6 separate regions of the Mus musculus genome follow, and all the other regions are linked to region 1. A link is a contact called in public HiCAR-type, HiChIP or PLAC-seq and promoter capture Hi-C data. All regions are on one chromosome and are shown on one strand. The core of a region is the stretch at or near the end of the contact, and the rest is flanking DNA. Distances in the headings are between cores, read along the strand shown.

Region 1 (3,237 bases), core at 335-2,834:
TCCCTAGCCCACTCAAAGCTGAATATACCCCCACAGGAGTGTCAACCTTAAAATCCACCATGTGTATTCATATAATCTAGGAAATGATCACTCAGTCTATCCCAGGAGTGTGAATTCTAAAATTTCATGCTCCCAAGGCCTAGCCCAGATGTGTCCATCTCTAAAGTCCACCCCAGGGATGTTCAATCCTAATACAGTCTATCCCAGGTGATGCCCACTCCAAGACTCCAGTGTGCACCTCCACAGCCCAGCCAAGGGGTATGCATCCATAGTTCACCCCAGAGGTGTCACCCCAAGACTGTGTAACTCTCTATAGCTCAGCCCTGAGGTATCTACCTGCAAAGTCACCTCAGTGATGTCCACCCCTAATATAGTTCACCCCAAAGGTGTCACCCCAAGACTTTGCAGCCCTGAAACTCAGTCCAAAGGTATCCACTCATAACATAGCCCATCCCAGATGGTGCCCACAAAGTATACCACAGGGTGTCACCCCTCAAGCTCAGCTCATAGGTGTCCACTTGCAAAGTCACCTCAGAGATGTCCAGTCATAATGCATACCAAGTGGTGCCCACAAAATTCACCCAAAGGTGTCACCCAAGATTGTGTACCCCTAAACCTCAGCCCAGAAGTATATTACTTGCAAAGTCACCTCAGGGGTTTCCACTCATATAGTACATCCCAAAGGTGTGACCCTAAGACTACACAGCCCTGAAACTCAGCCCAGATATACCCACTCACAACATAGTCTATCCCAGGTAGCACCCACAAAGTACACTGCGGGTTGTCACCCCAAGATTGTGCACCCCTGAAGCCCAGCCCATAGGTGTCCACTTGCAAAGTCACCTCAGAGATGTCCACTCATAATACAGACCAGGTGGAGCCCACAAAGTCCACCCCTGGGGTGTCACCTCTGGCGGCGCGCGCTTCAGGAGTCCACCCCGGGACTGCGCACCCCTAAAGCCCACCCCGGGAGGCACCCACAAAGTCCACCTCGGGGGTGTCTCGGCGGTCAGGCCCGCACCTACCTTGCGCCAGCGCCCGCAGCAAGTGCAGCTGGAGCAACAGCAGCGCCCACCACCCGCGGCCCGGCCTCAACTTTGCCGCCCGCCGGCCCGCGCCCGGCCCGGGGGTCCTGGGCGCTGCGCGCAGCCCTGGGCACTCGGGGTCGCAGTGGTGACCGGTCCGGCTCCTCCGCGGCCGCCCGGGCCCCGCTCGCTCAGGGGGCGCCGCGACTCCGCCGCCCGCCACCGAGGGCCGGGCGCGGGCCATGCCGCGGAGCCGCCACCCCCGGGCGCCGCGGGACGGGCAGGGCGGGCGGGAGCGCGCAGACCCGCTGAGGCAGCGGCGAGCGCCGAGGGGCGGCGTCCGGGCTCCGATGAGCAGCGAGCCGGGTCGAGGAGAAGTTGTCAGCGAGCGAGGAAATGCCCAGCACGTCGCCCCCGCTCCTCGCAGCCGCACAGCGCCGGCCCCGCAGCGCTCTGTGAGGGGAGCTGAGCAGAACGCCTCTGCCGCCGCCTCTGCCGCCGCCGCCCCCGCCCGGCGCTGAGGAGAAAGTGCGCCCGCCCGCGCGCCGGCTCTCGCCTCGGCCGCCGCGACCGCCGCGCCCCATTCACAGCCCGGCCGCACGCGCCGCCCGCGCCCGCCACCCGCATCTGATTGGCCGAGCCCGGCGGCTCTCGCGCCTGGGACCCGCCCCCACGGCGCTCGCTTGTTTTCAAACTCGCCGCGCCCGCCCGCTTGCAATTTCGTGCCCGGGCCCAGAGCGACTTCCCGCGCCCGCTGCGCCCCCTAGGGACCCGCGGCGGGGATTGCAGCCGGCGCGCCGTCTCGGCACGCGCTTCCCCGGCGGGCTTGTCTGCGGGGCGTGCTCAGGCGGGGCGGTGCCTGCTCCCTTGCCGGGAGACCCCAGGGGCTGAGCTGCACGTCCCGCGGGTGGGACGACACCAGGTGTGGCGGCCCCCTGGCACCGCAGTCCCTACTGAGCCCGAGGGACTAGGGATCGGAGGGCCAGTGGGCACGCCCCTCCATGCGTCCCGGGAGCCTTCCTGCTTCCAGCCAGGGACTCTGATGCTGGGGTGGTTCCGAGCCAAGTTGCTGTCATTGCAAAGGAGAAAGGCGCGCGATCGAGTTTTCAATTCCCAGCAATCAGAAGCACCGTGGGGCGCAAAGACGCAACCTATTCTGAGGAGTGGACATGGCTTTGGAAGAAGTGTCCAAGGTCATGCGTGGCCAGCAGGACCACAGTACAGGGTACTTCCCGCTGTGCGTGGGAGGATTTGGAGGAAGGACCTGCAGCGTCAAGGATCGGACATCCCAGGGCCTGGGGAGTCTGCAGGGGTGGAGAGGTCGGGATGGGCGCGGACCCTCAGCAGCATGTGGTAACCATTAGCTGAGTTTATAGGGTGAACTAAGCACGCTGGAGCCTAGAGGCTGGGACTTTTGTGAGAGGGAAACTGGAGAGAGAGGCGGGTAACAGTCCAGTCTTGCGTTTTTAGGAGTTATCGGAGAGCTTGTGATGGAGTTTGAGTGAGGTCATATATGACTAGAAGGCCAAAGAGACAGCGAGTGTGCCCTGCCAGGGGCTGGCTCCCTAGGAAGTGTGTTGTGTCAGCTTACAAGTACTTGTGATTGATGATTGTCCCTGCTAACAAAAAGCCCCAGGCAAGGGGCTGAGACTCGTGAGTTAGCGCTAATTCCTGTTTGCAGAGTCCCTGTACTGAGCTGCCTCTTGACACATCTGCCTGTGTTAACAGTTAAGGAAAAGTGGGGAAACTGACGCCCAGATAAAATTGGTGGGTTATGAGCTCTATCTGAAGACCCAGTCTCTGCCTTTTGCCCTTTCCTACACATGCTATGAAAAAGCAAAGGAATAAAAACTGCATCTAAAATATTCACTGTTCTCTGGGGCGGGGGAGGGGGGGTGCGGGGGGAGGCAGGGCTTCTAAATGGGCAATGGTTGCTAGGTAAAAGAAGTGTCCCCTCAGCGATGGCACCCCGAGAACAAGTGGATTCTGGCAGGAGTGGAGGAAGGTGGTATTTGTAAATTTCTGTTGCCAACTATGTGGATTTCTACAAGCTTACAGGCTTATGTAAATGCCAAGAGAACGATAAATGAGCAATGTCTGCTGTGCTAGGGGGTGGGGCACGACGCGGGGACACTGGACTCTGGGAGGGTCCAGGCAGCATCACCTCCCCCACCAAACTGCTGTCACTGGTGTTTACAAACGTGAAGTGACC
Region 2 (3,277 bases), core at 480-2,979, 940 kb before region 1:
TCCAGCCCTGGTTTGTATTTCTTAGGTGAATTTTGCTTAAGAACACTCTAGAGTGACGGAACATTTAATACACATGGCCTGCAGAGCCCTGGAACGCCTCTGATGGTCCCTGGTTCACCTACAAATATTCAGGGCCCACTCTGGTAGGACACTCTTCTGCCCTTCCGCTGGTCAGGAGAGTCTCTGTTCTCATAGGCTATGTGCAGTTCATGGACAGGAGGGAGAGAGAAGGCAAGAACATGCCCTGCCCAACTCCAACCCACATTCCAGGAAGGGACAGCTTACGGGACACGTGTTTATGGGGAGCTCTCTCAGTGTGCCCTGCATCCATGCTTCCTTAACGCTCTGCAGTCACTAGGGATGGACGCCATCACCTTCACGTCTGTCGCCACCCAAAGACTATATTTGACTTTAAGAGCTCTGTCATAGCTCCAGGAACTCTGTGCGTATTTTATAGAAACATTTTAAAATATCGATATAGGATCTCAACACTGAGCCATTTATTCAGCCATCCACTTACACTCAGAAAGCAGGGGAGGGTGGTGTGGCGCCAAGATAATTTCCCTCCGAATTATCAGCAGAAAATGTTTGCATTTTTTATTTTGCTTAATTCTGCCTTCAAAAATTAGCATATCATACTCGGATTATAATTCAGTGCGCTATTTATCCATACCAATATTTACACAGCGATCACCAGTGGGTTAAAAAAAAAAAACAAAAAACAAAAAAAAAACCCTTGGCAGCTGAGGGAGCAGCCACTGTTTCCCAACTGCGAGTTGTTTTTCTCATTTTTATTATGCTGCTAAATATCTCAATAAATCAGTGATGGAGAAAATACCTCCACAAATTTGTGAGAAAAATAACATTACAGAACTATTAACAATAATGAGATTTGTGGGACTGATTCTCCTTGTACTGGGAAGATCCCCAGTGCCTGGCCTTCCATCTCAGTCAGAACAAGAGAGGACAGCATGGCTGTGTTTATCACAAGAGAACCCTGGGCAGTGAATGCAGGTGACCCACCAGTCACCACACATCACACATCTCACACACAAGGCCAGGTCTCTACCGGCTAACCCTAGAGGATGGATCTGTGAGGATGAATTCCCAGGTGACAGGGTTCCCTGGGTGACTGGTTCCCTGGGTGATGGGTCCCCTGGGTGACAGGCCTATTGTATAGCTGGTCCCCTGAGTGACTGACTTGTTTCCTGGGTGACTTCTCAGTCAGTCCCCCGAGTGACTGGTCTCTGGGTGACAGATCCCCTAGGTGGTGGGTCTCTTAGATGATCCCTGACAGTTAACACATGTCAGATTGACCTCTTGTCTGGTCCCCAGATGCCTAACCCTCTGATAACATCACAAGATAACCATGGGCGACTTGGCTCCTGGTGACCGATTCTTAGGATAAATCGACCCCTGAGAGACTGATCCCCAGGTGTTTGATATTTGCATCTAAAATGAGTGATCTCTGGATGCATCCTCAGGGGGACCGACGCCTGGATACTCTGCCCTGATGGACTCCCCCATGATAGATCACTGGTAACCGGTTCCTGGATTGCCAATCTTGTTTCTTAGCGTACTGTCAGGGAAAGTCCGCCTGGAGGTCTTAAGGAAGCAGCAAGGAAGCACCGGGATAGAAACTGCGGCTGTTCCTAAGGAAGCGTCGCTGTCACCACAGACCTAAGGTCTCACAAAGGAGAGTGGAACTGCGGAGTTCAGTTCTCTGCATGGCTGTCCCTTAGAGAGCACAGACTCTGTGATCTTCCTCCTCCGCTGTGCTGCTCACCCTTAGAGAGGAAGAACGGAGGTCTTAAACTCAGAGGGGCTCTTCTGGTGCAAACCCAGCCGCTGCCAAAGGCGATGCTTGTTTCTAGAGGACGGAGTGGATCAGCTCTAGCTCTCCAGGCCTGCATCTCCCTAGCCCCAGTGTAGGAGATGCATTTGTTCACAGGCTACCCAATCCTCTCTGAACCGAGACAGAGTCCAGTGCAGCATGACCAAGGGGCCTTTGCTGGATGTATCCCTCCAACGCCCAGGCATAAGCGCTGTAGGTATCAGGGCAGACGGCGTGCCAATACAAAAGTTTGATTTCACGGCCAATTAAGCAGGGTCTCCATGCTGAATGGAAACTGTCACTCACCACTAAGTCACGCAGCCAACAGCCCGACTGGCGGCCTGCAGTGCTGAGCGGGTGGATGCCTGGCAGTTGCTTATTTCTTAAGTGTTGCCTTTTCTCTCTGTATGAATGGTCAAGCTAGGAGCTGAGGCTTAAACAACAGGCTAAATACAGCTGCTAACAAAAATGCCTTTTGTCTGGTCCTTGCCCAAGGTAGCAGACAGCACTCGGGTGTGTGTCTCAAGGCAGCGAGGGCCAGTGAAGGAGACTGATACAGGAAAGGAGGACACCCAGGCATTTGGGATGGGGGTGGAGAGGAGGGTGAAAGAGTGTGTGTGTATGTGTGTTGACATAATGCAGAGCCTCAGCTGAGATCTATCATCTATCTATCTATCTATCTATCTATCTATCTATCTATCTATCATCCATCTATTTACCTATCTATCTATCATCTATCTATCTATCTATCTATCTATCTATCTATCTATCTATCTATCGTGTGTGCACATGCATGTATGTACATGTGTGCCTGTGCAGATGTCATTTCTCAGGTACTGTTCCCTTGGTTTTAGAGGCAGTGTCTCTCAGTGGCTTGCTGACTTATTTTATTTTACTTTATTTCATTTTATTGAGCACGGGTTGTAGGAATCAAACTCCAGGCCTCATGCTTGCAATGGCAAGCACTTTATCAACTGAGCCCATCTCCCTAGCTCGGTACTAGTTTATTTCTGAAACTGGGTCTGCCTATCAAGGTAGCCTAGGCTGGCCTAGACTTCACCATCCTCCTGCCTTATCCTCTGGAATGCTGGGAAGACAGGTCGGCCACCATGCCCAGCTGGGAACTATTGATTTTCTTCTTTGTTCAGTTAAAACTCACCCCACCAAGAACTGAAAACCACAATGAATGGGAAAGGGCTTGGGGTGCACCCAGGAGGGCTGAGGGTGTACAGGCCCCGCCCCTTGCTTGCAGGCTAAGGCATCATCTGTGAGAACAACACCACAATGTCTGCCCGCCTTGGGTGCGTCCTAAATATATATTTCATGGCCGCTTTGGAGAGGAAAGTATATTTATAGTGCCTTTAGTGCCATTCCAGTGTATTGTGTAAATATGTAAATTAGGCTCTGAGAGCTACACAGCAAAATGCCTTGGAATAATTTTCG
Region 3 (3,406 bases), core at 529-3,028, 620 kb before region 1:
ATCCAATTCCATCCCAGATGCCTGAGGCAATACATCAAGAAGGAGAAAGATCCAGGAGATAGCACCAGTAAGGGGTGGTGACTCATTCTTGCTTAGAACCAGGGATATTTGCAACACAGCCAGTCAGACCAGATCTGAGACTAGAATTTATTGAGTTTCTACAGGCATCAGGGGGCCATATAGGCAAGCCAGACAGGAAGCATGGCAACTTTTATTAACAGAAGAAGAAGAAGAAGAAGAAGAAGAAGAAGAAGAAGAAGAGGAGGAGGAGGAGGAGGAGGAGGAGGAGGAGGAGGAGGAGGAGGAGGAGGAGGAGGAGGAGGAGGAGGAGGAGGAGGGGAGGGGGGGGAGGGGGAGGGGGAGGGGGAGGGGGAGGGGAGGAAGAGGAGGAGGAGGAGGAGGAGGAGGAGGAGGAAGAAGAAGAAGAAGAAGAAGAAGAAGAAGAAGAAGAAGAAGAAGAAGAAGAAGAAGAAGAAGAAGAAACAACCCAGTCTTGCTCATTTAAATAAAATACAGTCAAGGACTCTCTACAACTGTGGGTCTCTTTTGGTTGAATCCTTTGGACAGCGTCTTTGAAGCTAAGGTGGAGAAGTCTATGAACTGACAAGGCCCTGTCTGTGAGACACAGCCCACGGAGAACAGAACTGTAAATAAAGATTTGCAGGCCTAGGGTGGGCAGATCCTACCTCAGTTGCTGGGGAGAAAAGGATTATTCAAATAAACATTCAAATGCAGTTTTAGTTGCTTAGGTTTTGAAACAGCTGTGAGAACAACTGCTGGCTTCTAGCCCGTGATGCTATTCCGTGCGATGAGATTTATCCCCAAATAAGACTTGGTAGGAGGAGGGGGAGGAGATGCTACAACTAACATGATGCCTGAAATGAACCGCATTTCTCTGCCCAAAGAATAGCCAGGTCTGGAGGTACATGACAAGGCACGCTTTTTTTTTTTTTTTTTTTTTTTGTTTTGTTTTGTTAAATAGCAGAACAAATGCACGCTACTAGAAATAGCAGTCTTAGCTCTAGGCATTTCTGAGGAATTAATGAGCAACTGACATTTACAGCCCTGGGGCAAGATTCCTCTAGCCTTTTAGAAAACCCCAGGAAAGCCCTAGGCAGCCTTGATCATGATTGCTTAATTATTATCCAGCCCTCCTGGGAAGGCATTTCTGGGGTTGCTAATATCCAGTGGTCCCTCTCCACCCTTGCCAGGCACAGGGGAGCCTGCACATCTAAGCTTCTTTGTAATGAGCTGGGGCACGGATTTGGCTACTGAAATGGAAATCCATGGTGCTATCATTTCTGGGCTGAGTTAGTGAAAAAGCCCAGCAGGGGTGTGTCATTTTCAGGGCTTCTGTGACTGCTGAAACAGGTACCAAGAAACCGCTTTTGCTAAAGAAGCATGGATTTGGGCTGGAGACATGGCTCAGTGGTTAAGAGCGCTTGCTGCTCCTACAGAGAGGCCCTGAGTTAAGTTCCCAGCACTCATGTTCAGTGGCTCACAATCACCTGTCACTCCAGCTTTCCTTCTGGCCTCTGAGGACACTGCACTTACATGCACACACCCACACACACACAGGAACAAATGTATACATTAGAAGTCAGCAGCAACAACAACAGGAAGCAGGGACTCCTTACTTGAGCCTGCCTGACAGGTAATAACCAGACCCTTAGCCCATAGGGCAGCACAGGCAAGATCACACCCAACACACCCACCCCATGCCTCCCAGGGCTTGCAACAGCCTAAATATTGTCACATCCCATGGGTTACACATTAACCAAGTCCCATGCCATTACCCAGCGAGTGAACAGTGACCCTGTCACAGAGTACCAGCACCCCTGCTCCCTTACCTGTCACTTAGTGCAAGTCACAGATTAACTAAGCCTACTTCCCCCTGGTGCAAGAGCTTCCCTTGGCTCAGAGACTTTACAAGTAGTCCCACTGCTTGTCTAGTAGGGCTAAAACTCTCTTTTAGACCCCTGCTGTTCTGCCTGAAGGCTGATTCAAATCACTGCTCCCTCTCTCTCCCTCTCCTCTCTCCTCTCCCGTCCCCTAACATAACATTTGGCTCTTTGAGTCACTTTTTATATTCCAAAAAGCAAATCTTTGCAAGACAGATCAAAATAACCTCCCTCAGCCAGCACCAGATAAGGAGAGTCGTCTTGATGATCAGGCTGTACCTGGAGCAGGAGCAATGACCTCCTGAGGGCCAGTTTGTCCCTTCATGAAAACGATGTCTCTGGGCCACCTTGAGGAACCCTAATGGAGATGATAGTCTGTAGACCCCACTTTGACCAGGACTGCTTAAGTAAGTACACTTCTCCTCACCCCTACCACCCCCAGCCCCACCCAATTGTTCTAGTTTAACCTAAAGCTCAGGCCAGAACCTTGATGATGGACTTAGGGGAGTCACTGGACATCAGTATTTGTGCTTCTGTCCTGGGCCACATTGAATGAATCCCCTTCCTCTGCTTCCCATCACCACTTGTCTCTAATCGGTGTCTAGGGATGGGTGGCTGAGGACAGCCAATCGGGGATACTGAAGCCCAGCTACTTGCCCTAAAGTCCTTGTTTATGGCATTGGTGAAGTTGAGGCTGAAAGCCAAGGGATCAAAGAACCCAGATCCTAGGTCATCACATGGACCTGAAGTGGGCTCTTGGTTCCGTCAAAGCACACAAAGCTGTGTGTACCAGCAGCATACCTGATCTGTCCATCACTCAGATCCTTCACCTTTCTTCATCACTCAGCATGCCCTGCCTCTCCATCGCCCAGCATGCTGTGTATGCACCATTGTCCATCTTCACTGAGCATGACCCACCTTCTCAGCCTGCGACCTGCAAAACTTCACATCTTCAGTGACACTTGCTAGCTTGTCTTTGGAGTGGGCTCCTTTGTGGACACAAACATTGTGGCACTCTTAGGAGCAAGCTCTGGAGTCAGAATTGAGGGGGAAAATAGCAGCAGGCCCCAAGCTCACTGAGCAACCAGAGAGGGGCCAGGGCAGAGTCCAGAGTGGCAGAGGGCTGAGGCAGAAGCTGAGCTCAGAGTGTTCCTAAGGGTATGTGAATATAAAGACCAGTTACAGACATGCGCAGTGCAGTGCACCTGTTCTGCCTTCTCTCCTAAGTGGGAGGGATGAGTTATAGGTAACTTGAAGCCATGTAGTCGGGCTTAAGCAGTTTGCAGGGCTGAGTGCTGAAGCAGCCAGCTCTTGGAAATTGCCAGTTCCTTTACAGGTCTCTTTCTAAACCAGCTATTACAGGTTGTCACAGCCCTGCTTGACTACCCATGTGCCTGATACACCCTGTATTTCAAGAAAGCTTCGGCAGCCCTGAGTGCAGTTCAAGGATGCCTGACACTCCCATCAGAGCAGCCCTGAAGGGTAACCAGGAGAAGAAAGAGCAT
Region 4 (3,248 bases), core at 615-3,114, 890 kb before region 1:
AGGGCAGCAGATGGAAGAAAGCAGGGTTAGAATGGCTCTGGAGGGTTTCAGATGCCCTTTGGTGTGGGGGTGGCCTTCCTCTCTTCAGGTACCTTCAACCGTCATTCATCTGCCTAATGTAACAAGGATGGCTCCTTTAACCATGCTGGGACATTCAGGTGAACTGGAATCCCCCATGGGCCCCTGCGGACACCCACAATCCTCTGGGAGCTCCTGCCCAAAAACCTTCTTTGGGTTCCATGTCTTTGGGAATGGCAGTCAGACAGCATTTTCTGAAATCATGGGTGATAGTTGTTCATTCCTTGTGAGCAAGCCAGGTGGTCACAGTGAGGTCACGTGTTCTTAGTATGAAACACAGATGTGACTGTTGGTAGAGTCGAGGCTGCTGCTGGCCAGTTAGCAAGGCAAACGGCATCTGGCTGTGAGCCAGGACGCTGTAGTGGTTTGGTCTGGTCTCAGGAAGGACAAGGTTGGGTTGGTTCCTGCCATGGCTGAGCCTGCTTTTGGACCAAAGCAGAACCCTATCATGTATCAGGTGTAGGAGGCCTCCTCCCCATGGCCCTTTTGCCCTCTCCAGATCACATAGTCCTCGCTTATCTACCAAACTGATCCTCTATATCTCCTCAGCTGTGCCCGAGTGCCAAGAAGAGCCAGTCCAACAAGTGCTTATGGAGCTAGACAGGATTGGGCATAGTCCTTGACCTCACATGTGTACCGGGCTCTGTCTACCTCACATCCCAGGTTTGTCCCAGGCTGATTCTCCTCTGAGTCCTCCAGGCCATCCACACTTGGCCATACATGTGGACCCTAGTGTCACCCTCTAGGCCGGTGGTTCTCAACCTATGGGTGGTGACCTCTTTGGGAGTTGAATGACTCTTTTCACAGGGGTTGCCTAAAATTACAGTTATGAAGTAGCAATGAAAATAATTTAATGGTTGGGGGGGGGGTTCACCACAACATAAGGAATTGTATCAAAGGGTTGTAGTATTAGGAAGGTTGAGAACCATTGCTCTAGACCTTATACTATCATCAATGTGGACCTTTATCCGTCCCAAGAATCCTGTGCAGTGGATAGATATCAGGTTAATTAGAAATGTGGACTGTGCAGTGGTGGTGCACACTTTTAATTCTAACATTCAAGAAGCAGAGACACGTGGATCGCTGTGAGTTCAAGGCCGGCCTAGTCTATAAAATGAATTCCAGGGTAGCCAAGACTGTTAAATAGTCCTTGAAAAACCTGCCTCGAAAAACAAACAAACAAACAAACAAAACGGCCAACAAAAAAATGGTGATCAGGGACCACTATGCTTGGGGTCCTGGGGACTTTGGAAGCACAAGCAGAGGGACTGCAAACTCAAGACCAGCTTGTGCCATAACTGAATCTCTGTCAAACAGCACAAAACAAAACAAAGATAAAAAACCCAAAACCAACAATGTCTAAGGGAATGGCTTAGTTACAGAGTAAGTACCCAGAATGCCCCAGTGAGGGGCTGGGGTGTGGCTCAGTGGTAGAGCCCCTGCCTAGAATCCCCCAGTGAGGGGCTGGGGTGTGGCTCAGTGGTAGACCCCTGCCTAGAATCCCCCAGTGAGGGGCTGGGGTGAACACCTGCAAGGCTTTGGATCCCATCCCTAACATAAGAAAAAGAAAATGTCACTCAGAGTCATCAGAAGCCCCTCCCTCTTCTAGCTGTGGTAGGGTTGGTCTTGCCAGTCAATCTCCACCTGACAGAGAGAGACAAAGGGCCACAAACACAATGCAAATCCACCCACAAAGGGAAATTGCAAGTCTCAGACAAGGAAGATGATGAGATAGGAGCCTCAAAAGCTCCATTTGAATATCAAAGGCTTAAGAAGGGGCCTGGGGAGTCTGGAGAGGTCCTTGAATAGCTTTTCAGAAATGGCCTATTCCTTGAGGTCGCTGGGAGCCTGTCAGGATCCCGTGCTCCCTGTTTGTCAGAGATAACCCAACAATGAAAGCAGCCTGCTAGGTGTCTGGGTTCCTTTCTTCTAAGAATTAGTGCACTGTTGCAAATATTCTCTCCATTGTGTCTGATGCAAGATAAAAATGAATGTGGTTTTTTTTTTTTCAGGTTTCCTTTGATGCCGACTTTCTACCCTTGTTCCACCCCCTCCCCTCTCTTGTGTGTAGACTCTATGCATATGTGTACATGTTTATGCCCCATGCTGGTCCTCAGGGGAGTGTGCGTAGGCTGGAAGTTAAAGCTGGATATCTCTTCGCTGCTCTCTACCTTAGTTTGAAAGTCTATTGCTGAACCCACAGTTTCTCCACTTTGGCTAAACTGGCTAGCTAAGCCCTGGCACCTCCACCCCCATTCACCTGCTGGGGTTACAAATGTTGTTGAGATTTTTTTTTTGGTAACATGGGTGCTGGAGATTTGAACCCAGGTCCTTATGCTTGAGCAACAAGTACGCTGCTCGCTGGACTTTCTCTCCAGTCAGCACACCCTCAGGTTTAAAGGAGTTCATTGATAGCCTTTCTCCCTCCACATATTCTTAGCAATGAGTGAAGGGGGTTTGTGTCTGCTGTTTCCCACCTGCCCTGCCAGGCGCCTTGGGCCACCCACCCAGCTTCCTGTACAAGGTCACCGCTTCTCTCCTGAGCTCTGCTGCTTCTTGGCCCCTACAGCTGCAAGCAGGATCTCATCAACTCTCAGGATGAGAGCACAGGATTCATTTTTCCAGGGATTCAGGGAAGCCTAGAGTCCTTTTCATCAGGACCAGACCCAGTGGACACAACAGTATGGATGCTGGGTTTGCAGCAAATTCTCTCTGTTAGCTGAAGTTCTCAGGGGAAAAAAAAGGCTATCTACATTAACCATTGCAACTTCTGTGACCCTAGAAAGTTGGAATGTTACAGGTCAGGGAGCTGAATTATCTTTGGCTATCTTAGTCCCTAAATAACCATGGATTCCCTACCACTGTGCGCAATCTAACACCATTGTGACTGTTATGTAAATCCTTTTGGAATGTATAAACAGACCCCAGCTTCCCTAACTCAAAGGCTAAAAATGTCACCAGATAAGTCTGAGATGTAGAGTCAACATTACCATATCTTACCTACCTGGTGTTCCCACCAATTTGTTCCACACATTGATGCAAAATTGTTCTTGTTTAAAATTTCCTTTGTTCAGCTACTATAAAAACTGTATGGAATTGTTATCATGTTGGAATACAGAATTTAAGGCAACCTGAATCCGTGTTTCCCTGGACCACAGTCACTCAGATTT
Region 5 (3,042 bases), core at 323-2,822, 700 kb before region 1:
GGCTGGAGTCAATTTAAAGCACAAAGTGAGCTGAGCACAAGAGTTCATCTCTTTCTGCTCCCTGACTGAGGATGCAGTATGACCCGCTGCCTCATACTCCTGGACTTAAAGCAGCTAGTTGGTCATAGCTGCAGCCAAGGCCAGAGACAACAACCATATGCATACTTGGTACTTAGCTTGCTTTCTCCACGGTCCAGGGTCTGGAGTCAAGGATGGTGCTGCTGGCTTTAGGATGGGTCTTCCTATATCCATTAACTTAATTAAGACAATCCCTGACAGGCATGTCCACAGGTCAACCTGAACCAGCCAGTTCCTCACTGAGACTCCTCCCAGGTGACACTAGAGTGTGTCACATGGACAGTTAAAGCCAGCCATCACAGTTGCCATCCTTTGTTTTATCCTGACCAAATTACCAATGTTCCAAGGATGGCGAGAGCATCATGGCTCTTAGTGTAAAAAGAGTGTGATGGATACACTCACTGATGTTACACATACACTCATTAATATGACATAGACACTCACTAGCCAGCAACACGTGCTATGGTGGTCATGCTAATGACACGTGAAGCCATTCTTTCAGCACTTTTATGGTGAGCTTGCTTTGTTGACTCTCCCTTGTTTCAGACAGTAGCCTTACCTACCACCTCTCCATGTCAGGGATCAGAACCAAGGCCAAGAATATCAAAGACACTCATTAAAGCTCAGCGACCAGGTACCCATACAGTCAGACATGAACCCTAAAACCTATGCTTATATCTCCCTGCCACATACCTTGCTACCATGTGCCAACTGCTACAGAGCAGAGCTGAGACTCTTGCACAGTGACTTCCAGGAGATTCTCAAGGGACACCTAGTCTCACTGACAGGCAAGCTTGTCAGAAGCTAAAGGATGGATAGGTCAGTCACAGACAGCTGCTCACAGCCTGAGGCCACCATCCAGGGTTTGCCTCCAACAAAGCTGGCCCCAGACACTGGCTGCAGAGGCAGAGGCAGTGCTTGGGAGATGGCTGAACTGTTTAGAGAGCAAGAAGAGGCAAGGCCCATTGCAGACTATGGACAATCTCCAGCATAGAACTGCATGGTTAGTAGTAGCAAAGCTCACAGTCTATCAGCAGATGCAGGGGTGGAGCTTCTCCTGGGGGGGGCAGCACCAGCACTCCCCCCCCCCCCATGGTGGGTAAAGTTGGTTCCTATGCCTGAAAGATGCCACCAAGAAAGAGAAGGTGGTAGCAGAGCAGAAAGTTGTACACCATAGGGAGGCAGCGGTCATGTTACACACTAGCCTCTGAGTGTCAGAGCAATGGCCCAGAGTCTGGCCAGCAGGGAGATGTCACAGCAGAGGTCAGGAGGAAAGAGGGACAGCAGGACAACTGAGCAGTGAGGGGGTCAGGGGACAGACCTCAGGGCTCTACAGTGTGGATGCCAGGCACCTTCTAGTGATCAGAGCTTGGAGTCCTGTTTAGACTACAGAAATTGAGCAATTCGGCTGGAAGCTGACAGGCAGGGCAAACAGCCGCTGCCGTCTGTCTCGTCTCATCAGTGTGAAATATCCATAATTGGAAGGCTATTCCTTTCGCTTCCATTCATCTGCATGCTCATATCAATAGCTCTCTGCCCAGCTCTGCTGGTGACAGCCTGGTAGATTGGTCACGATTGCTCGGAATCCCTCCCTGATGTGGTGGCCGAGCTTGGTGACAATCCCTGAGTCCTTTGAATCAACAGAAATGCTTTCTTCAGTGTTTTCTCCAGTGTGACCCAACCACAAAATTTCATCTGTCACAACAACTTCTAAACAAAAGGGGACTGAAGCCAAACTTATTCAGACAGAAAGTGCTGGGGACAAGAGGTGGCTCAGTGGTGAGGTACTCACTGCACAAGTATGGAGACCTGAGTGTGTGCCCTCAGCACTCATGACAGTGTGTCCCTGTGACTCTACCACAGAGGGATGCTGCAGGTAGGAACAGGAGGATCCCTGAGGCTCGGCAGTCAGACTAGACAAAATGGCAATCACAGGTTCAGTGAGAGACCCTGTCTCAAAAACTAAGGGAGGTGGCTCAGCAGTTAAGAGAATTTACTGTTCTAGCAAAGGACCCAAGTTCAGCTCCAAGCACCCACATCAGGAGGCTGGTATCTGCCTTCGACTTCAGCTCTGGGGGAACCAACACTCTCTTTGGGTCTACACAGGCTGCTGTATACACACACACACACACACACACACACACACACACACACACATTTTTTAAATCCCCAAAATAAGGTTAAGAGTGACTGAGGAAGGCATTCAATGTCTGAACATACACGAACATGTGCACACACATACATTCATCTACAGACAAAAGAACTGGAGTGTGTTCCCGTACCTTTCCAAGCCAGAACATGAGGGATGGTAAGGGCTAAATGCAAAAACCGATTCTGATGTGAATTTGAGATCAAAGTTAGGATGATAGATTTAAATACTCGAGGAAGGAATGGTGATAGAGGCAAACATTCCCAGTTTATAGGGAGATAAATTTCCTCCCTTGTTTAAATTACCTTAAAAATGTTTTTTAACACAATAGAGTCCTGTCTTCCAGAGATTTACACATAACAAATTTTAATTTTGGTTCAATCTATAATGGACTGTGCTCAGACAGCCATAGATCAAGCCCAATGGAAGTCTCTGCTGAGAATGGGATATGATTTTCACATCTATATCTAGCACTGGCAGCCAGAGCTCAGACCCTCGGGTGGGATCAGCAGTGATTGGCGACTCTGCCCCATGGCTCTGATTCTCTGATCACCCTCATGACCTGCTCTGGAGGTTGCTGGTGGGCTGTATGTAGCAAAGTCACAGGGAGAGCGCAAACCCCTGTCCTGATGGCTAACAGACAAGAGACTGCTCAGGGCAACCACCTTCTATGCAATGCTGCTCGGTGCTGGCTAATTTCATAGAAATCTATCTGCATTTTTCTTTTTGCAAAATGGCAAACTGCAAAAAAAAAAAAAGTGTTATTGAAGGAGTAATTCTCTGGAGAGGCCTTTCCCCCGTCCATTTCAATGCCT
Region 6 (3,071 bases), core at 192-2,691, 640 kb before region 1:
TACTCGAGTACCCATAAAATTCAGAGCTGGGAATGTAGAACAGGGCGGTTGTTGTCTGGAAAAGCCTTGCGTCACATATGTGACACAGTGGAAAGGGAGCCAACAGCATGGCAGAGGACCTGAGAGAAGCTCCCGAGAGCCCCGAGAAGAAGCCTGCCTGGCTCCTCAGTGTGTGCTGTGTTTATGGGGTACAATAGCATGTCGATTATCCAGACTAATTGGAGAGTTAACGGCCTGAATAATCGATTTTTTCTGGATAATTGATTATGATGGAGACAAAAAGGAGAAGAAGGAAAAGAAGGAGGAGGAGGAGGAGGAGGAGGAGGAGGAGGAGGAGGAGGAGGAGGAGGAGGAGGAGAGTCTTCAGGTGTTCAGGAAGAAAGGCCAAATGGGTGACTCAGTGGCCTTCTGAAAACTGACTGAAGATGACTTACAGGGCAGTGGGGAATGCCCAGATCCACACCTCCCATCCTGTACCTATGTGACACATTTGTGTAAGAAACAGGTGTGGGGACTGGGGAGGTGACTCTGTCTTTAAAGAGCTTGCCACACTAATGTGAGCTATAAAGCTTGATCTATAGAACACATTAAAACTCATTAAAAGTGGGGCATGGTGATTTGGGCCTGTAATCACAGTCTGGTAAAGGAAGAGACATGTTGAATCCTGGGGCTAACTGGCCAGGCACTTAGCTTTCTTGAGGCGTTCCAGGACAATTAGAGACCCTGTCTGCAAAGAGCGAGGTGTACCTGAGGGACAACACCCAAGACTATCCCATAGCCTTCCCTTCAGGGGTACACGCATGCATTCACAGTCCTCACCTCAAGAATACATACCCACATGCACACTCACAAGAAATTAAAACTAAAACCTGCCAGTGTTACGGCCCAGTGAATAAAGGTGACTTCTGCCAAGCCCCACAACCCAAGTCAATCCTGGGTCTCACAGCTCCAACAAGCTGTCCCCTGACGCCCACAGGCACGTATGCACACACAAACAAGTAAATATAAAAAACATTACAAATGTTTTGAAATAAAAATAGAAACATAACGAGAAACAGGCCTGGGCCTGAGACAGCCTTCCTCGTGAGCTGTGAATGCTTCTGGAAAGCAGGGAGGTGTCTAACCTGACACACCTGTGTTGTGTCTCTCGTGTCTCGCACCTGCTCAGTGCTCTGTGACCTCGGGAGTGTGAGTGGATCTCAGCACCCTCAGGACACAGAGTCTACGGATGAGGGCCAGCGGCCTGCTTTGCAGCGTTCTGCTGTAGGCAGCCGTTTTTCCCTACGCACGCGGATTCCCCAACCCAGAAAGCCTTTACAGAGAGTGGTGGGCAGAACCCTCTGCATTTGTTTTCTCCCTTTGAATGCACAGATCCTCTCTTTACTAAAGCTCTGCTGGCCCAGGAACAGAGCGCGGAGCATGCACATTCCAGGGGAAAGAGCAGAGCCATCTGCTGATGCAGCATCACGCAGGAGGCTATTCACACACTGACTCTTTTTCTTTTTTCCCTTTTTTTTGTCCCTGCAAATAAACAGGATTCCACATCACCATCACCAAAAAGGTAACAGTCCTTTCAGACAGTCTTTTGCACATCAATATTTGCACTATTTTTGTTCATTTTAAACGAACCTAGCCTTTGGCCCCTTCTGCTTACTCCAGAGGGTGGGAGGTTGTGGAGAAATAATAATTCTTATTGCTTGTGATGTGTGTTCAAGGCTGTGTGTGCTGCCTTCCTTTGTTTAACTTTTATCTGAAAGGGGCTGTTTAAGGCGTGAAGAGGGCCCTCACTAAAGCAAGCCCTGCAGATGGGCTGACAAAATTGTAGGCCAGGCAAGGGAGAGAGGGTGGTTTAATCACAGAGCATCCAGGGAAGTAGTTAAGTTTTAAAATATTCTTACTAAGAGAATGCATCTTCGTTCATCCTTGGAAATAATTCCACTTGATGGAGGTCCCGTATGTTCATAAGGACTTGTATCTGTCAGGCCTCAGTCTGGATCCAACAGCCATGTTCCTGAGCTGCCTACTGACCTTGTCAGCCTCAGCAGAGGTCACAGTGGCATCATGAAGGAGGATGGAGGACGGATACAGGCTGACCCGGCGCTGTTCACCTGCAGCATGGCACACCTGTGAACCCATGACATGTGGGGCAGCCTGGTACCTGTGCTGGGGCCAGAGCAGGATTAGCCTGGAGTGTCTCTGCCTAAGTTAGGTTCTCAGCACAGGACAGAGTATCAGAGGAAACACTCAGGGAGGAATTCTTCTTCTTCTTCTTCTTCTTCTTCTTCTTCTTCTTCTTCTTCTTCTTCTTCTTCTTCTTCTTCTTCATCTTCTTCTTTCTCTTCCTCTTCCTCCTCCTCCTCTTCCTCTTCCTCCCCCCTCCCCTTTCTTCCTCCCCTCCCCTCCTTCCTCTTCCCCTTCCCCTTCCTCTTCTTTTTGTCAAGACTTTAGACATTTTGGCCCATGGTCTAGATCATCATGGTGTAAGCATGGGAAAAAAGAAACATCCATCTCTCAGCAGCCAGGAAGCAGGGACAGAGAGGAGGAGTGTGGAGATACTTGCCACACTGCAGAGGCAAGCCTCTGGTGACCTAAGTTCTCCCACCAGAATTAAGGTCTACCATCTCCCTCCCAATAATTTCATGGATCAATGAATCCGTTAAGGGACTAATCAACCAACTAGGTCAAAACCCTGATGATCCCATCACTGCCCTGAGCATCAGCAGCCAGACACAAATCTTCAACATGGGAGCCTTTTCAAGCCTTTGAGGGGCACTCTTATCCAGACTACACCACCACCTGAGGGTCTGCTTGAAGGCCAAGCACAAGGACCATGGCAGCTTCCGGACATGGAGGGAAGCTGGAAGCACTGGCAGTGCAGAGTCTGTGGGTGCTACCATATCTGTCTCCTTACCATTACTTGTATCTAGCAATTTCCTGTATATTGTGTGTATAGGATATGTTTGCATGTGTGCATATAATGTGTGCATATGCCCATTTTCCACAGTGCATATTAGATACACAGCAGGAGCCAGCTGGCTGTAGACACAGGTCCATGAACAGTCTGGGCTTTC

Evidence for each region. Promoter capture Hi-C pulls out the DNA fragments that hold promoters and counts their contacts. HiCAR-type assays count read pairs that join an accessible place to other places. HiChIP or PLAC-seq counts read pairs in DNA pulled down with a chosen protein or histone mark.
Region 2: a contact with region 1 is called in an H3K4me3 HiChIP or PLAC-seq map of neural tube, with 4 times the contacts expected there. The contact joins the enhancer-like site here to the promoter of Sdk1 in region 1. A contact is called at or near these places in 9 of 39 promoter capture datasets (the 3T3-L1 cell line, the C10 cell line, HPC-7-derived erythroid cells and 5 more), 6 of 115 datasets of contacts at active chromatin or transcription factors (craniofacial prominence, embryonic forebrain, embryonic midbrain and 3 more) and 2 of 9 other capture datasets (adipose tissue and embryonic stem cells).
Region 3: a contact with region 1 is called in a HiCAR-type map of kidney, with 5 times the contacts expected there. The contact joins the enhancer-like site here to the promoter of Sdk1 in region 1. A contact is called at or near these places in 12 of 39 promoter capture datasets (the 3T3-L1 cell line, 3T3-L1-derived adipocytes, the HPC-7 cell line and 8 more), 13 of 484 Hi-C or Micro-C datasets (cardiomyocytes, cerebellum, cerebral cortex and 8 more), 11 of 115 datasets of contacts at active chromatin or transcription factors (craniofacial prominence, differentiating embryonic stem cells, embryonic basal ganglia and 8 more) and 1 of 9 other capture datasets (adipose tissue).
Region 4: a contact with region 1 is called in a HiCAR-type map of embryonic stem cells, with 7 times the contacts expected there. The contact joins the enhancer-like site here to the promoter of Sdk1 in region 1. A contact is called at or near these places in 5 of 39 promoter capture datasets (the C10 cell line, embryonic stem cells, hippocampal neurons and 1 more), 6 of 115 datasets of contacts at active chromatin or transcription factors (VIP interneurons, embryonic hindbrain, embryonic stem cells and 1 more) and 1 of 9 other capture datasets (embryonic stem cells).
Region 5: a contact with region 1 is called in an H3K27ac HiChIP or PLAC-seq map of VIP interneurons, with 8 times the contacts expected there. The contact joins the enhancer-like site here to the promoter of Sdk1 in region 1. A contact is called at or near these places in 6 of 39 promoter capture datasets (the 3T3-L1 cell line, cranial neural crest, embryonic stem cells and 2 more), 10 of 115 datasets of contacts at active chromatin or transcription factors (VIP interneurons, craniofacial prominence, embryonic basal ganglia and 7 more) and 1 of 9 other capture datasets (embryonic stem cells).
Region 6: a promoter capture Hi-C map of hippocampal neurons shows a contact between it and region 1, with 8 times the contacts expected there. The contact joins the enhancer-like site here to the promoter of Sdk1 in region 1. A contact is called at or near these places in 8 of 39 promoter capture datasets (the 3T3-L1 cell line, cranial neural crest, embryonic stem cells and 5 more), 1 of 484 Hi-C or Micro-C datasets (lens fibers), 9 of 115 datasets of contacts at active chromatin or transcription factors (VIP interneurons, craniofacial prominence, embryonic basal ganglia and 6 more) and 1 of 9 other capture datasets (embryonic stem cells).

Annotation. Positions count from the first base shown.
Region 1 is chr5:141,239,881-141,243,117 of GRCm38.p6, reverse strand. It overlaps Sdk1 (sidekick cell adhesion molecule 1), which reads right to left and starts at 1,584. Exons shown (of 45, transcript NM_177879.5): 1 at 1,026-1,584. The coding sequence starts at 1,269.
Region 2 is chr5:142,178,298-142,181,574 of GRCm38.p6, reverse strand. The region is part of intron 40 of Sdk1 (sidekick cell adhesion molecule 1); the gene reads right to left. Among named protein-coding and RNA genes, the nearest start is that of Gm52792, 45 kb to the right of the region's middle. Within about 2 kb of position 1,729, at least 26 of the 459 cell types and tissues checked have an H3K27ac peak or open chromatin away from gene starts, as enhancers often do. A contact at or near this core is called in neural tube, where this site is marked.
Region 3 is chr5:141,856,338-141,859,743 of GRCm38.p6, reverse strand. The region is part of intron 5 of Sdk1 (sidekick cell adhesion molecule 1); the gene reads right to left. Among named protein-coding and RNA genes, the nearest start is that of Gm52792, 280 kb to the left of the region's middle. Within about 2 kb of position 1,778, at least 20 of the 459 cell types and tissues checked have an H3K27ac peak or open chromatin away from gene starts, as enhancers often do. A contact at or near this core is called in kidney, where this site is marked.
Region 4 is chr5:142,128,772-142,132,019 of GRCm38.p6, reverse strand. The region is part of intron 31 of Sdk1 (sidekick cell adhesion molecule 1); the gene reads right to left. Gm52792 (a long non-coding RNA gene) reads left to right here. Exons shown (of 3, transcript XR_003955822.1): 2 at 628-741; 3 at 2,091-3,226. Among named protein-coding and RNA genes, the nearest start is that of Gm52792, 4.3 kb to the left of the region's middle. Within about 2 kb of position 1,864, at least 20 of the 459 cell types and tissues checked have an H3K27ac peak or open chromatin away from gene starts, as enhancers often do. A contact at or near this core is called in embryonic stem cells, where this site is marked.
Region 5 is chr5:141,939,326-141,942,367 of GRCm38.p6, reverse strand. All of the region lies in intron 7 of Sdk1 (sidekick cell adhesion molecule 1), which reads right to left. Among named protein-coding and RNA genes, the nearest start is that of Gm52792, 190 kb to the left of the region's middle. Within about 2 kb of position 1,572, at least 5 of the 459 cell types and tissues checked have an H3K27ac peak or open chromatin away from gene starts, as enhancers often do. A contact at or near this core is called in VIP interneurons, where this site is marked.
Region 6 is chr5:141,884,526-141,887,596 of GRCm38.p6, reverse strand. The region is part of intron 5 of Sdk1 (sidekick cell adhesion molecule 1); the gene reads right to left. Among named protein-coding and RNA genes, the nearest start is that of Gm52792, 250 kb to the left of the region's middle. Within about 2 kb of position 1,441, at least 9 of the 459 cell types and tissues checked have an H3K27ac peak or open chromatin away from gene starts, as enhancers often do. A contact at or near this core is called in VIP interneurons and hippocampal neurons, where this site is marked.